3 separate regions of the Mus musculus genome follow, and all the other regions are linked to region 3. The links are chromatin contacts, called in public promoter capture Hi-C maps. All regions are on one chromosome and are shown on one strand. The core of a region is the stretch at or near the end of the contact, and the rest is flanking DNA. Distances in the headings are between cores, read along the strand shown. Region 1 holds the start of P3h3 (prolyl 3-hydroxylase 3). Region 2 overlaps Lpcat3 (lysophosphatidylcholine acyltransferase 3). Region 3 holds the start of Ncapd2 (non-SMC condensin I complex, subunit D2).

Region 1 (4,391 bases), core at 127-2,626, 330 kb after region 3:
CCTCGGAGGCCCTCCAGAATACCTGGGACAGAGACACAGGCTGGAGGATGAGGAGGATGAGGAAGAGGCTGAAGGCGGGGGCTTGGCCAGCCTTCGACAGTTTCTAGAAAGTGGGGTTCTGGGGTCGGGTGGGGGACCCCCACGAGGTCCCGGTTTTTTCCGGGAGGAGATCACCACCTTCATCGATGAGACACCTCTGCCTTCTCCAACTGCGTCACCAGGACCCTCTCCTCGTAGGCCTAGACCACTGGGTTTTTCACCTCGACGGCTCTCCCTTGGGTCTCCGGATAGCCGAGCCGTTGGACTTCCTTTGGGGTTAAGTGCAGGAAGACGCTGTTCCCTGACCGGGAGCGAAGGGAGTTCAAGGGCTTGGGGAAGACCCTGGGGGCCAGGTAACCCCATCTTCCCCCAGTTGACCCTGTGAGGCCGCATAGGCCTGCTTCACTGGAGGGGGGGGGGAGGCACGAGCGAGTGAGTATGCCTCATCCTGGCCCTGAGTCTATGGCAGCTGCCTCCAGGGAGATGGGGGGGGGGGGGCCTACATCCGGGCTCTAGAGCCCCAGCTCTCTCCCATCCAAGTGACCAGATACCCAACGCACCCGTCTTCACCCCTAGCAAAATGTATTAAAAGGCTGAGTTGCCGTGGAAACCTTGATGTTCAGCGTTTGCGGGGAGGGGGGGCAAATGGTCAGTGGCTTGGGCGAGGGAAAGTGGCTAGAGGACAAACCGGATAAAGGGCAGGGGGAAGAGGTATAGAAAGAGACGGCCCAATACGACGCAGACAGACATAGGAGAAATGGGCGTAGGAGCGTAAGATCCTGGGGTGGAGCAAGGGACACTAGAGTGTGTTAGTTTGAATGGGAAGGATCTTTGCTTAAATTAGTAAAAAGTACTCAATTCCCATCTCCCCTAAATGCGTCTGGGCGCTCAGTTTCTGAGTAGAAAAGTTTTGGTGCCAGAATTGGTGTCCCAAACACGGAGTCACCCTCTTCCAGGCAGCGTTTCGAAAATCCATCTTCACATGGTGGGTTGGCAGGAGCGTGGGTAGATGAACGTGTGAGGGGCGTCCACAATCCTTTTCCAGGACTCAAGGATGGACGGAAACGAAGTTACCCCCACGTCACAGGCCAGGAGCCCTATTTCACCCTTCTTTCTCCATTTCCCTTTCTTACCCACACTAGACCCATGTGTCCCTCGGATTTCTCACTCCGTCTCACTTCGGTTTTCCCAGGGGCAGGCCTAAATCCAGCAGGTTTCTTTGGCATCACTCATTCCCTCTCTCTTCCTCTCCCTCCTCTTCTCCATCTCTCCTTCCTTCTCCTCCCCCTACCCCCCCTCCTTCCTCTCCCTCCCTCCCTCCCGTCTCCGCATTTCCCTTCGGCGGTGGGCCCGCGACTCTGGCACCATGCTCCGGCTCCTGCGGTTGTTGCTTTTGCTGCTGCTGCCTCCCCCGGGGTCCCCCGAGCCTCCCGAGCCCCCGGGCCTGGCTCAGTTGTCACCGGGGTCGCCTCCCCAGGCCCCCGACTTGCTCTACGCGGACGGGCTGCGAGCCTACTCGGCCGGGGCTTGGGCGCCCGCAGTGGCGCTGCTGCGAGAGGCGCTGCGGAGCCGGGCGGCGCTGGGCCGCGCGCGCCAGGAGTGCGGGGCGAGCTGCGCGGCCGAGCCGGGCGCCGCGCTCCCCTCCCAGCTCCTCGGAGCCCCACATCCTGTCTCCGGGCCCGGGGTCTGGGAACCGCTGCTCCTGCGCGCCACGCTCCGCCGCGCCGAGTGCCTGACCCAGTGCGCGGTGCGGAGGCTGGGCCCGGGGGGCGCGGCGCGGCTCCGCGTGGGGAGCGCGCTGCGGGATGCCTTCCGCCGGCGGGAGCCTTACAACTACCTGCAGAGGGCCTACTACCAGGTGCGGGGGCCGGCCAGGGTGCTACCCCAAGCCTACTGACTGTCTTACTGGGAGCTGACCAGGAGAGGGCGGGATGCTCGCCGCCCGGACTCGGGGGTGGAGCCTTGGAGGGCGGATAACGGAGTTCTACTCTTGTGTGGGTACCATTGAAACGTGGCCAGGACTTGCGATGGCCGCAGAGGGAGGGTCAAGAGAGAGCGTGGAGAACGTGTCAAATTGGAATGAAGAGGAGTGGGAGTAGACCGAATATGTTGGGAGGGCTCCGCAGTTTTATTTTAGCGGGTCTAGGCTAATGAATGCAACCTTTCAGATACGAAGAGCAGATGGAGAGGTGCCCCAAACCATACACACACACACACACACACACACACACACAGAGAGAGAGAGAGACAGACAGACAGACAGACAGAGACAGACAGAGAGAGACAGAGAGAGAGACAGACAGACAGACAGAGACAGAGAGAGAGAGACAGGCAGAGAGAGTGCATGTGTTCGTTCAGGAGTGGGCGTTTGAGTAGGAGCTTTCTCTTGGGGAAGAATCGAGCTTCGGAAAGGTTGAAGGAGCGGGGCTAGTTTGCAGAAGGAAGTACGGCTGAGGCTGGAATCTGGGTCTGTGGCAGTAGACAGTGTGCAGTTTCCAGAATGGTAGCTGATGCCTACGTGGCTGGAGGCGGGAGGGGCTCTAGTTTCACACACCTCAGCCCAGGGTCCTAGAGGCCTGCAGATTCTCGTCATTCAAGGTCTCCCCGCTCCCCCGCCCCTCCCCCATCTACTTGAGCCTCTCATTTCGTTGTCTCCAAAACAGAGATCCTGGGGCCTTCAGCCCGAGGCCCACCCACTCTGACGCTTCCATATCTCCTTTCTGTACCAGAGTCCTGGGGAGCCCAACATTCTGGCTCCCGAGGGATCTGGTGGTTTCCAGTTTTGATTGGCTAGGCTGCCATAAGGCTCTGGGGGAGGCTGGTGAAGGACAGAGGTCCAAAATCCCACCCCCACCCACCATACACACACACACACACACCACCACCACCACCCCATGCACGCACATGCACACGCACACCCCTCTGGACTCTCATATCTCATCTCTTTGGATCCTTAGTTGAAGAAGCTGGACCTGGCAGCTTCTGCAGCACACACCTTCTTTGTGGCAAACCCAACACACCTGCAGATGCGGGAAGACATGGCTAAGTACAGAAGGATGTCTGCAATCCGACCCCAGAGCTTCCGGGACCTGGTGACGCCCCTATACTGGGTGAGGTCCTCAATGCTGGCTGAAATCTGCCAACTCCAGCCTGTGCAGTTTGAGCATATCTGGGTACCGCTCCTCGGTGGCGCTGGGTGAGGAGTCTTTCCCTAGCACCCAGTTTCCTCAGTGATCACTAAAGTGTGCCGTTCTAGCGTTCTGATTCTGAGGCCACACCTGTTCTTCCTCTGGGTGTATGAAATACCATACAGATTTCCATGTTCCAAATAAGCTCATTTCTTTTCCACCTCCCTAACTTTCTTTTTGAAACAGAGTCTCACTGTGTAGACCTGGGCTGGCCTGGAACTCACTATGCAGACCAGGTTGGCTTCCAAGTCAATAAGATCCGATTGTCTTTGCCTCCTTTGTGCCAGGTTAAAAGCATATGTCACCATGCCCCCCCCCCTTTTAAAGAATTATATATTTATTTTATGTATGTGAGTACACTGTAGTTGTGTTCAGACACACCAGAAGAGGGCATCAGATCCCATTACAGATGGCTGTGAGCCACCATGTGGTTGCTGGGAATTGAACTTAGGACCTCTGGAAGAGCAGCAGTGCTCTTAACCTCTGAGTCATCTCTCCAGCCCGTCACCATGCCCCCCACCCCCAGTTTTATTTAGTACCTCCCCACCACCACTAATCTCTGGTGACTAGGTGTCCCATGTCCCCACAGGCAGCTTATGACACTGGCCTGGAGCTTCTGGAGCAACGGGAGGCAGCACTGGCTCTACCCCAACTAGAGGAGGCCCTGCAGGGGAGCCTGGCCCACATGGAGAGCTGCCGTGCTGCCTGTGAGGGGCCTGAGGAGCACCAAGGGGCTGAAGAAGAGGGAGAAGGGAGCCAGGGAGGCCTGTATGAAGCCATTGCAGGTGAGGGAGGGGCTGGACGTGTGCTGTGGGAGAGCTCTGATGTCTGAGGAAGACCGAAGGAGGACTGCGCACAGCCTAAGGCTCATCTGGGTTCTCTGCAGGACACTGGATACGGGTTCTGCAGTGCAGGCAGCACTGTGTGGCAGACACGGCCACCCGTCCTGGTCGCAGCTTCCCTGTCCAGGACTTCCTCCTCAGCCAGCTGAGACGGCTGCACGAGGCGTATGCTCAGGGTCAGCATGGGAAGGATGGAGCCTGGGAGTCAAGATTTGTCTCTGATGCCATTCCCAGCCGCATTTATCTATCTCTCCTGTCCCTCCGACTCTGCATTGCTAATTTCACTGTCAGGACCTCTGGGGACCTCAGCTTCAGGATGGTG
Region 2 (4,451 bases), core at 1,435-3,934, 490 kb after region 3:
ATTTCCAAGGAACTTGAGGCGTTTGAAGATGTAACTAGAGAAGAGGGTGGGGTAAGGATGAAGCTCAGACTTGACTCCTGCATCTGGGTCTGCCCTGAGGAGTAGAGTGCTGACTGGCTCCCACTTGTGGCCACTGAGGGTACATCAGACACAACACAGACTATGGGCTTAGGTGGGTACATGAGGACTGGCCGCTTGCTTCAGCAGGTACAGCTGAGTCCTGAGGGTCTGGCACCAACGCTGCTATGGTTCTCAGGCTGCTTAGACCCAGTGATGGGACACTATAAACAGCACGCAAGGAAGGACAGGATGAGCTACTTCCACAGAGTTGGTTGATTTTTTGGGGGGTGGTGGCCTTAGAACAAAAGCTTAGAGTGTTAAGTAGGACATGGACAGAAGTGACAACACCCCTACCCTCAGTGTAGTGTGGGAGGAGCCTGGGCTCAGGCCTCAATACTTACCGGGCTACCCAGGCATTGGTATTGATGTTGAAAGAGGCGATGGTGCCATTGAAGCGAGGGGTGGTTTCAAAGAGCCACACTTTCATGTTGGCACAGGCATCCCATCTCACGGTCCCATTTTCATCGAAGCCATTAAAGCCCAGGCCCGACAGAATGCACACTCCTTCCTGAAGGGAAGGATGGTTAGGGCTCTCGCCACTCGCCGCCTCCAAGCCTCCCCTTTTCTCAGCTTGTCTAAATGTGACATACTACTTACTGTGACCAGCCAGCAGGTGACGTATTTGTACAGCACAAATTTGCCCCAGATCAGCATGTACATGCAGCGGAACCAGAAAGGGCGGTTCTTGAAGAAGAGAACACAGGAACATTAGGGAAGGTACGGGCATGGCACAGTCCCCTAGATATCTTCAAACTGGCGGATGGCTCCTCCACTCCTATCAGTTCTGATGTCACGTGTGCCACGGCAGCCTAGCCCCCACCTGCCTGTAACCAGCCAAGAGGTGCCAATATGCATCCACCTCCTCTGCACGGCCTAGGCGTTTGTTGTCAGCAGAGGGGCCTTGCAGAGCCAGCCGCACAGTCTGGAATGCAGAGAAATCTACCCAGAATGACGGGGAGCTCCTGTGAGCTTTTCAGGGGAAGTGGCAAAAGCCAGCTTTCCTCTCGAAGCACCACCTCTGGACAAGCCCCTAAGTCTGTCAATTTAAGAAAAAAGCCACCTGATGCAGCACTCCAAGTCACAACACTAAGGGAGAGCTTCTTGAGCTTATTTGGGGGGGGGGGGGAGAGGGAGGGCAAGGCGTGCAAAAGTACACCTGGAGCTCCCCCCCCCCCATGCCCAAGGTTTGTCCATGCAGGTTTTAGCCTGGGTGGCACCAACTCTCACAGACTAGCAAAACCCCACACACATCTGAGATGGCGCTTGTCTGCCATCTACAGGGCTCTCTGCTTATCCCTTTGTGTGAGGCAGTAGTCACATTCCTGTGCTGACAGACACTCACATCATAGTCTTCTGTGAGGAGATAGTCGTCTGTGATGTGGGGGCTCAGCAGGGTGTAGCCCACCAGGTAGACAAGGCCCAGACTCAGGCGCTTGAGAGCAGGTATGGTGCTGGAAAGGAACAAGTGGGGTCACAGACAGCAGAGCATCGCCCTTCACCCTCTGACCTGTAGTCACGGAAAGGAGCATGTCAGGGTGTGGCGACGGCTGCGGGCTGTTTCCCAGAGAGACAGCTTTCTCTGCTTGGCTATTCGAAAACCCCAGTTACAGGAGAGGGCAGGAGGGAGCAGTGTGCAGGAGGCTTTAACCCTCAGAGCTACTGAGCCCAGAACTTGTCAGTGGTAAGGCTAACAACCATGTGCAGAACAACCAGCAATCTCAATTCGCGCTGGCACACAGGAGGACAGGTTCCCAGTGAAGGCATTCCAGCGGCGTTTGCATTATCTCTTAAGTATATATTTCTGTGTACATTTTTGTATATTGAACAGGGTCTCCCTCTATGAGGAAGCTTTGAAGGGAGGAGCATAACTTGTGGGCAAAACATGTGTGCTTTAGGGTCAGCTTGAACGGCTGGGGCAGACATTGTCCATGTGACACTGTGACAATCGGGCCACTGTGCTAGGGCTGACCTTTAGGAGAGTCACTTTAGAGTGATTGTACTAGGTAGAATCCCTACATGGAGGTCTTGACAAGGGGGGGCGCGGGGGGAGGGAGGGCGGTGTGATTACCTGTTTGGCATCTTCCCTGGTATGTCAGTCAGCTGTCCCCGCACCAGCTTCATGTAGTGGTTCATTGAAAATTGGGGCCCTACCAAGAAGGCTCCATAGAAGTAGGAGAAGCCAGCAACTTCCAGCAATGAAGGGACACCCCGTATGGCATATTTCTGTTGCTCAGAGGTCAAGGAATTCTATGCCAAGAATAGAATGTACGGCTCAGGATAGCCTTGAATTTTACCCCAGAGGCATTCCCTCTGAGCATTCCAATCTGTGCCCCACTGCCTGGAGCTCTTTAGTGTGGGATGGGAGGTAGAAGGTTGCTTCATGGGAAAATGTGTGGGGTAGCTTAGCCAACAGCTGCCTGTGGCTGTGGTGACAAATGCCTTGCTGGCACTCATCTCTGGACTTTGTGCAAGAGCTGGAGCCTGGACAAGTTACCCTGGCTCGGCCCTGCCCAGCTGGAAGACAGCTCATAGGCTAGGGAATGAGGCAGAGGCTCTGCCCTGGTGGGGATCGGTCTTGGTAAGAGCAGCCCTTCCCCTTCCCGCTGGTTAGTCCCTATCCTCTGACAGCGTGGACACTTACCCCGTCTTTGCCTCCATCGTAGTAGTCAATACACAGCCCTGAGCAAAGAGAGAAGGGGAGGGGAGGGCAGACATGAGGGCGTGCTCTGTGGAGCATGACATCAGTATGGTTTATTTTGGCTCTGTGGGGGAGGGGCCCACCTGTAAAGGAGGAAGACAGTACCTTTCTTCCCACTTACCAATTAGCTTCAGTGTCAAGACACAATGTGGCATTGTCCACTTGATATCGTAGTCACCGGTGGCTGTGTAGTAATATCCGGCAAGAAGGTAGGCCTAGGAGAGGGGGCATCTTCACCATCGTTCACATTCCACCCCCCCTCCTTTTTTTGGGGGGCAGTCTATGGCCTCCTAGTCACAACCCTCCTCTCAGCCTTCCAAGCCTGTGCCACCATGTCTGACTTCATTTCCCCTGGCTCTGCAATCCTTCCCCTTTCCTCTCTTCTGGTCCTTCCTATCTATGAGCTAGGCCTGCTGGTGCAGACCTAGAATCCTGGCACTTGAGAGAGATGGAAGCCAGCTTGAGCTATAGAGTTTGAAGCTGCCTTGGTCACAGAGTGAGCCTCATCTCAATAAAGAAACAAATCCTACAAACAGGGGCGTTACCACCTCAGAGGAATGGCTTGCTTAGGGCATTGGATGGACATTTGCCTGCACAGCTTCTGCAGCTCAGTCTAGATTGGTTGTAACTCATGGTCAGCTGGGCTAACTGGTGAGAACCAAGGAACCCTGCTGGCATAGACTGGAGGCCAGTAATGAGTTACTGCTACAGTCTGCCTAAGGCCTGTGCCGAGTGACCTGCCCACAGTCAGATGCTGTGTGTTGGGCGGAGGGATTGCAAGCTAGGTCTCCTCGGTCACTGTGCTACCACCCCCTGCCTTGCCCCTCTCCACACCTCCTGTCAGATGTGACCTGAGCTGCTATGAGAAAAGTTTACCATCTGGAAGCAAAGGGTAGTAATAACGGCAGTGACGGTGCGGCCCATGAGTCGCAGGATGAGGAACTGAAGCACGACACATAGCAAGGAGTGGTAGAACTGGTGGCCTGGGTGCAGAGAAGAGAGCAGCGTTTAGGACCGTGGTGCCCATTCCTCCTGAGATTCCCAGAAGAGGACACAGTATGCAGCACTGGAGGTGGTTAGAGCACCTGCCCGGCATGCAGGAAGCCCTGGGCTCAATCCCCAGCTAGACTGGACCAGGCCTGCCACCTAGCACTTGGGAAGTAGAGACAGGAGGAGCAAGGTGACCTTTTTCACAATTAAGGTCGGCCTGGGTTACATGACACTGTCTCAAAATAAATAAACTTTAAGTGTAGGTGTGCCATGGTAAGTGCAGAGGTCAAAGGGCGACTAGAGAAAGTTTGTTATCCTCATCCACCGGGTGGGAAAGCCACCAGGCTTGGCAGCTTGTGCTTTCCTTGTTGCGCCACCTCGCCATCTCCTAAATAACCCTGATTATCATTATTGTCATTATTATTATTATTAATTATTGAGACAGGGTCTCACTATGTAGCCCTGATGGGCCCAGAACTCATTACATAGACCAAGCTGGCCCCTTTCTGCTTCCTGAGTGCTAGGGTTAAAGGTGTGCACCATAATGCCAAACGCTAAATTTACTTCTTAACTGATACATAAAAATGTACACACTTACGGGGGTACCAAGTGATGTTTTGATATGTTACCTTATTATGAATTA
Region 3 (3,973 bases), core at 1,072-3,571:
GTACTCAGACAAGTTCCCTAACTTATAACTGATAAGAGCAGTACAAAGTGTAATTTCACTTTCCTAGTTCATTTTGGGGTGGCAGAGTCTTTAGAAATAGCAGCTACACTTCCAAGGGCCTGGGCGGCTAGTGGCAGAGTTCCCTAGAATGAGCAAGTCCCTGGGTTTCAGCTCCAAGATTACAAAAAAATAAGATAAAATAAATAAAAATAAATTCTTTAAAAACTTACACGAGGTGCCAGTGTCAGAAAGTGCCAGCAATAAATGATTGTTATAAAGGCCACAAGCATAACTGGGCTGTAAGTAATAGTAACAAAAGATCATGTGACTTAGGAACGAGGCAGACGTCAGAGTGCATGAGTAAATGTAGCACTGGGCATATCAGATTCCAAAGGAGCCCCATTTTTTTATTACATCGAGCACACAAAGCTCTCTCCTTGCTGGGATAAGTCCTGTTCCCCTTCTCCAGGGTGACACATTTCCCGTCCTATCTGTACTTCCCATGTCGGTTAAAGTGTTTGTAGAGATAGCTGATCCGTTTGTTAAGGTTATGCAGGTCCTCAATGAACATCCTGTTTCCCACAAATTTCTTCTTTCGGACACAACGCTGCAATTCATTTCCTCTCCAGCCTCGAAGCCATACTGGGCCCTTGATCAGTTCTTTTGGGTGCTTCTCGAAATTCCCTGTAACGTGACAGAATATATACTAGTTTCAAGAGAAGAGAAGTCAGCCTAGCCCAACTAGGCCTTCAACACAGTTTCATCTCCCTGATCAGAACTACTGACAGACAAGGCACACACCAGTCTAGTACAAGGGACAGAGTCTTTGTAACACTTGCTCTTCCAAAGGATTCCCCAGCACTCTCAACTGAAGGTTCACGACTGCCTGAAAGGGAAGTTCTAGGAAGTCACCCTGAACCTGCAGGCATTGCTTGAGCAGTACACGGTACACATTCAGAAAACACAAAAATCTTATTTAAAAAAGAAGAAAGAAAGAAAGGAGTAAAGACTTTGCAGCCAGAAATGTCTGGGTTCAAATACTGACACTCCCATTTACTCGCTTTGGCCCTCAGACCTGCCCACTACTGTGTTAGTGAGACTGAGTCCCGCACTCCTCACTATTCTCCGCATCTCAGACTGGTCTTGCCTGGCTTCATCTCCCGTGTAACAGGTTTGTGCCCCCAGGCTTGCCCCGGGCACATTACTATTCTCTCCACAAATAAAACCGAAAGAGTCAAGAGAGCATACTAATCCTTCAGAAACCAGGAATCGCGTCCTACCCAGGATTCCAATGTTGTCGTAGACGCCAAACAGAGCCCTCTTCTCGTTCCAGCGATCAACCACTTTGGGAGGTGGAAGAGTGAGCCTTACGAAGGCCAACCGTGGGACGCCTAGGGAAGGACAGAAGCATGAATCAGCACTGCCCAGTGACAAGCCGTTAGCCGGCCGTCCTACTACACTTAAGCCACTTACCCAGAGAGAAGCTTCGGCATGCCGAGGGCACCCAGCCCCACAGTCTCCTACTTGCCGCCCAAGGGACACTCCCTGCCATTACTCTAGCCTGTCCGCCTCAGTAGGGGCAGCAAACCAGCCGGAAAAATGGGGAGCGGGTGTGAATTCCAAAGCCAAGACACAGATTACAGTCCCAGGCGGGACTCACACGGTAGTGACAGTAAGAGGAGCCATTTTGGGCCTTACCCAGGTAGCTTAGGGAGTCATCCCAAGGTGGCTCGCACAGCCACAAGCCCCGCCCTCCAAGTTCCGGCCTGTGAGGCGCGTCCAGTCAAATACTTCCGGTTTAGCCCCTGGAAGAATGGAACCGCTGCGGTGTTTGTTGTCGCAGGAAAGGACGCCCCCAAACCGAAATTCCGTTAAAATAAGCTCTCTCCTGTCCCTTGCGCGTCCTCAACTGTGAGGGAAGTGGAGGACGGGAGCCTGGCGCTACGGCAAGCTGAGTTTTGCTGGGGCAGTATATTCCCGGAGTGTACAGGGCCGGGCGCCACATGGTTAAAAGCTGGACTGCTTTAGGCGGCCCGCGGAGAGACAACGGGTGACCATGCTTAGCCGACTACGGTAGAGATGCCGGGAAAGCGCAGACTCGGGGCCACGCCCCTCGCCCGCTTGCCCCGCCCCCGGGGCTGTGATTGGTTGGCTTCTCCAGCCTCTGTCGCGATTGGCCTCCTGGCAGCCGTTGAGGTTTGAACAGGGAATTGCGGGCTCCGCGAGCGCGACGCCTGGCGCTGAGGCGGGTCTCCGTCTCAGCCTGCCGCGGATTGGCCGGTTCCTCCGCTAGCTTGAAAACCATCTCGTTGTTTGGCGCGTATCCTGCCCTATTGTTTTCTTCCTTCCTTTTCAGCAGGGGGCTCTCCGGTTGAAGAAGCGGCGGGTGAGGGGTGTCGCGGGGTCCAGGTGAGATGTGGCAGTGCGAAAGGTTGGGAAGGGAAAGGTTGAGAAAAAGCAGGTCCAGGACGTGACGCAGCCTTTGCCGGAGTGCGGTCGGGAGCGACGGTCTGGTAGGGATGCCCTTGAGATCCAGTATGGCTGTGTGTCTGACAGATCAGAATCTGAATGTGTGGTGTGGGCAAAATCGCATAGCCTTACTACCCAATGTGTAAATTTGGTTGTTTCGTTCTGCACCCCATGAGACTGAAATCAGGCACAGGATAAGTAGAAGTTAATGTCCTTCCATTCCATTGATTGGGCTGGAACCCCAATGCTCAGTAAAATATTTCTTAAGGATTTTTTTCACTTTAAAATGGAAGCAATAAGTCTGTATGTATACACTGATTGTCACTTAATAGTTCATTAGTATTGTCTTGTGTTGTTGTGTTGTTGTTGTTGTTGTTGTTGTTGTTGTTGAGATGTACTCCTTGCAGCCTCACTGCAGTCCTGGCTGACATCAAACTCAGCAGTCCTCCTGCCTCAGCCTTCTAATGTTGCCTTTATACACATGTTCCACCACCCCTGGCTATTGACTAGTTTTTATCCCTTGATTCTTTTGATCCCCAGAGCAACACCATTTTACAGAGACCATGAGACTCAATGACTTAGTGTCAGAATAATAAGAATTATGCTCACTTGATCTATTTGTGTTGATTTTTAAAAAACTAATAGTGATATATTATTTTAAAATATCATACAGTTAATATATTTGGAGTTATTTAAAATTTATACCGAGAAAAACATATGTATTTTCAGTATTGCTGTAGACAAACATCTGCATAAGACTGTTCAATTGATTGTTGTGTTATATCACACAACTTTTATAATACTCATTGTTATTGTTACAATATTATATGTATATATATTTTTGTTTGTTTGTTTTGTTTTTTTTTGAGTTAGGGTTTCTCTGTATAGCCCTGGCTGTCCTGGAACTGCCTCTGCCTCCCGAGTGCTGGGATTAAAGGCGTGTGCTACCACGCCCAGCTTATTTTATAAATTTTAAAGAATATGATAAAAAACAAAAGGTATTGCAGGTTTTGAAAGGGGGGACTCTCTGGGAGGAGTTGGGGTACAAAAGGGAAAGAAGAATGTGATGTAAGTCTATTTACTCAAAATATGTAACAAATTCAGGTAAATTGAAATTATGTATCTTTTCTCATCAGAATGCAATAAAACTTAAAGGAAAAAATTATTCTCCTCTAGAGTTGCTTTTATATTGAGGGTGAGGGTTTGCAGGGGAGGGTGTTTTATGACAAGATCTCTTGCAGCCCACACCACGTAGCCGAGACTAGCCTTGAACTCCATCCTACTGATTCCCGTGGACTTGGGACATAGATATAAGCATGTGTTACTTTGTGCGGCTCTGATCTTATATTTTATAAGACGATTCATATAGCTGTTATAAGACTGAAAAACATTTGAAAAAATATATATTTTATTTATATTGAACTGAACCTGGGGTAGACTCAGTAGAAATGTTCTTGTCACATAATCAAAAGATGACACACTGGTAGATTTACACCATGCCTTT

Evidence for each region. Promoter capture Hi-C pulls out the DNA fragments that hold promoters and counts their contacts. Capture Hi-C pulls out chosen DNA fragments and counts their contacts.
Region 1: a contact with region 3 is called in a promoter capture Hi-C map of pancreatic islet. The contact joins the promoter of P3h3 here to the promoter of Ncapd2 in region 3. A contact is called at or near these places in 4 of 39 promoter capture datasets (the C10 cell line, liver, macrophages and 1 more), 2 of 115 datasets of contacts at active chromatin or transcription factors (embryonic stem cells and pancreatic cancer cells) and 4 of 9 other capture datasets (adipose tissue, embryonic stem cells, liver and 1 more).
Region 2: a contact with region 3 is called in a promoter capture Hi-C map of the C10 cell line, with 4 times the contacts expected there. The contact joins the enhancer-like site here to the promoter of Ncapd2 in region 3. A contact is called at or near these places in 4 of 39 promoter capture datasets (the C10 cell line, neutrophils and pre-B cells), 3 of 115 datasets of contacts at active chromatin or transcription factors (the SCID.adh cell line, embryonic stem cells and pancreatic cancer cells) and 2 of 9 other capture datasets (adipose tissue and liver).

Annotation. Positions count from the first base shown.
Region 1 is chr6:124,854,702-124,859,092 of GRCm38.p6, reverse strand. P3h3 (prolyl 3-hydroxylase 3) reads left to right here and starts at 1,376. Exons shown (of 15, transcript NM_013534.5): 1 at 1,376-1,897; 2 at 2,997-3,149; 3 at 3,817-4,012; 4 at 4,114-4,245. The coding sequence starts at 1,406. It overlaps Gpr162 (G protein-coupled receptor 162), which reads left to right. Exons shown (of 5, transcript NM_013533.4): 5 at 1-649. The coding sequence ends at 424. Gm32404 (a long non-coding RNA gene) reads right to left here and starts at 1,286. Exons shown (of 3, transcript XR_378023.2): 1 at 1,173-1,286; 2 at 1-1,086.
Region 2 is chr6:124,698,589-124,703,039 of GRCm38.p6, reverse strand. It overlaps Lpcat3 (lysophosphatidylcholine acyltransferase 3), which reads right to left. Exons shown (of 13, transcript NM_145130.2): 3 at 3,695-3,801; 4 at 2,940-3,033; 5 at 2,762-2,799; 6 at 2,189-2,367; 7 at 1,463-1,571; 8 at 718-804; 9 at 462-628; 10 at 1-34. Among named protein-coding and RNA genes, the nearest start is that of Emg1, 11 kb to the left of the region's middle. Within about 2 kb of position 2,684, at least 115 of the 459 cell types and tissues checked have an H3K27ac peak or open chromatin away from gene starts, as enhancers often do. A contact at or near this core is called in adipose tissue, embryonic stem cells, liver and 1 more, where this site is marked.
Region 3 is chr6:125,189,934-125,193,906 of GRCm38.p6, reverse strand. Ncapd2 (non-SMC condensin I complex, subunit D2) reads left to right here and starts at 2,321. Exons shown (of 32, transcript NM_146171.1): 1 at 2,321-2,409. Mrpl51 (mitochondrial ribosomal protein L51) reads right to left here and starts at 1,707. Exons shown (of 3, transcript NM_025595.3): 1 at 1,474-1,707; 2 at 1,281-1,391; 3 at 1-684. The coding sequence starts at 1,552. The coding sequence ends at 488.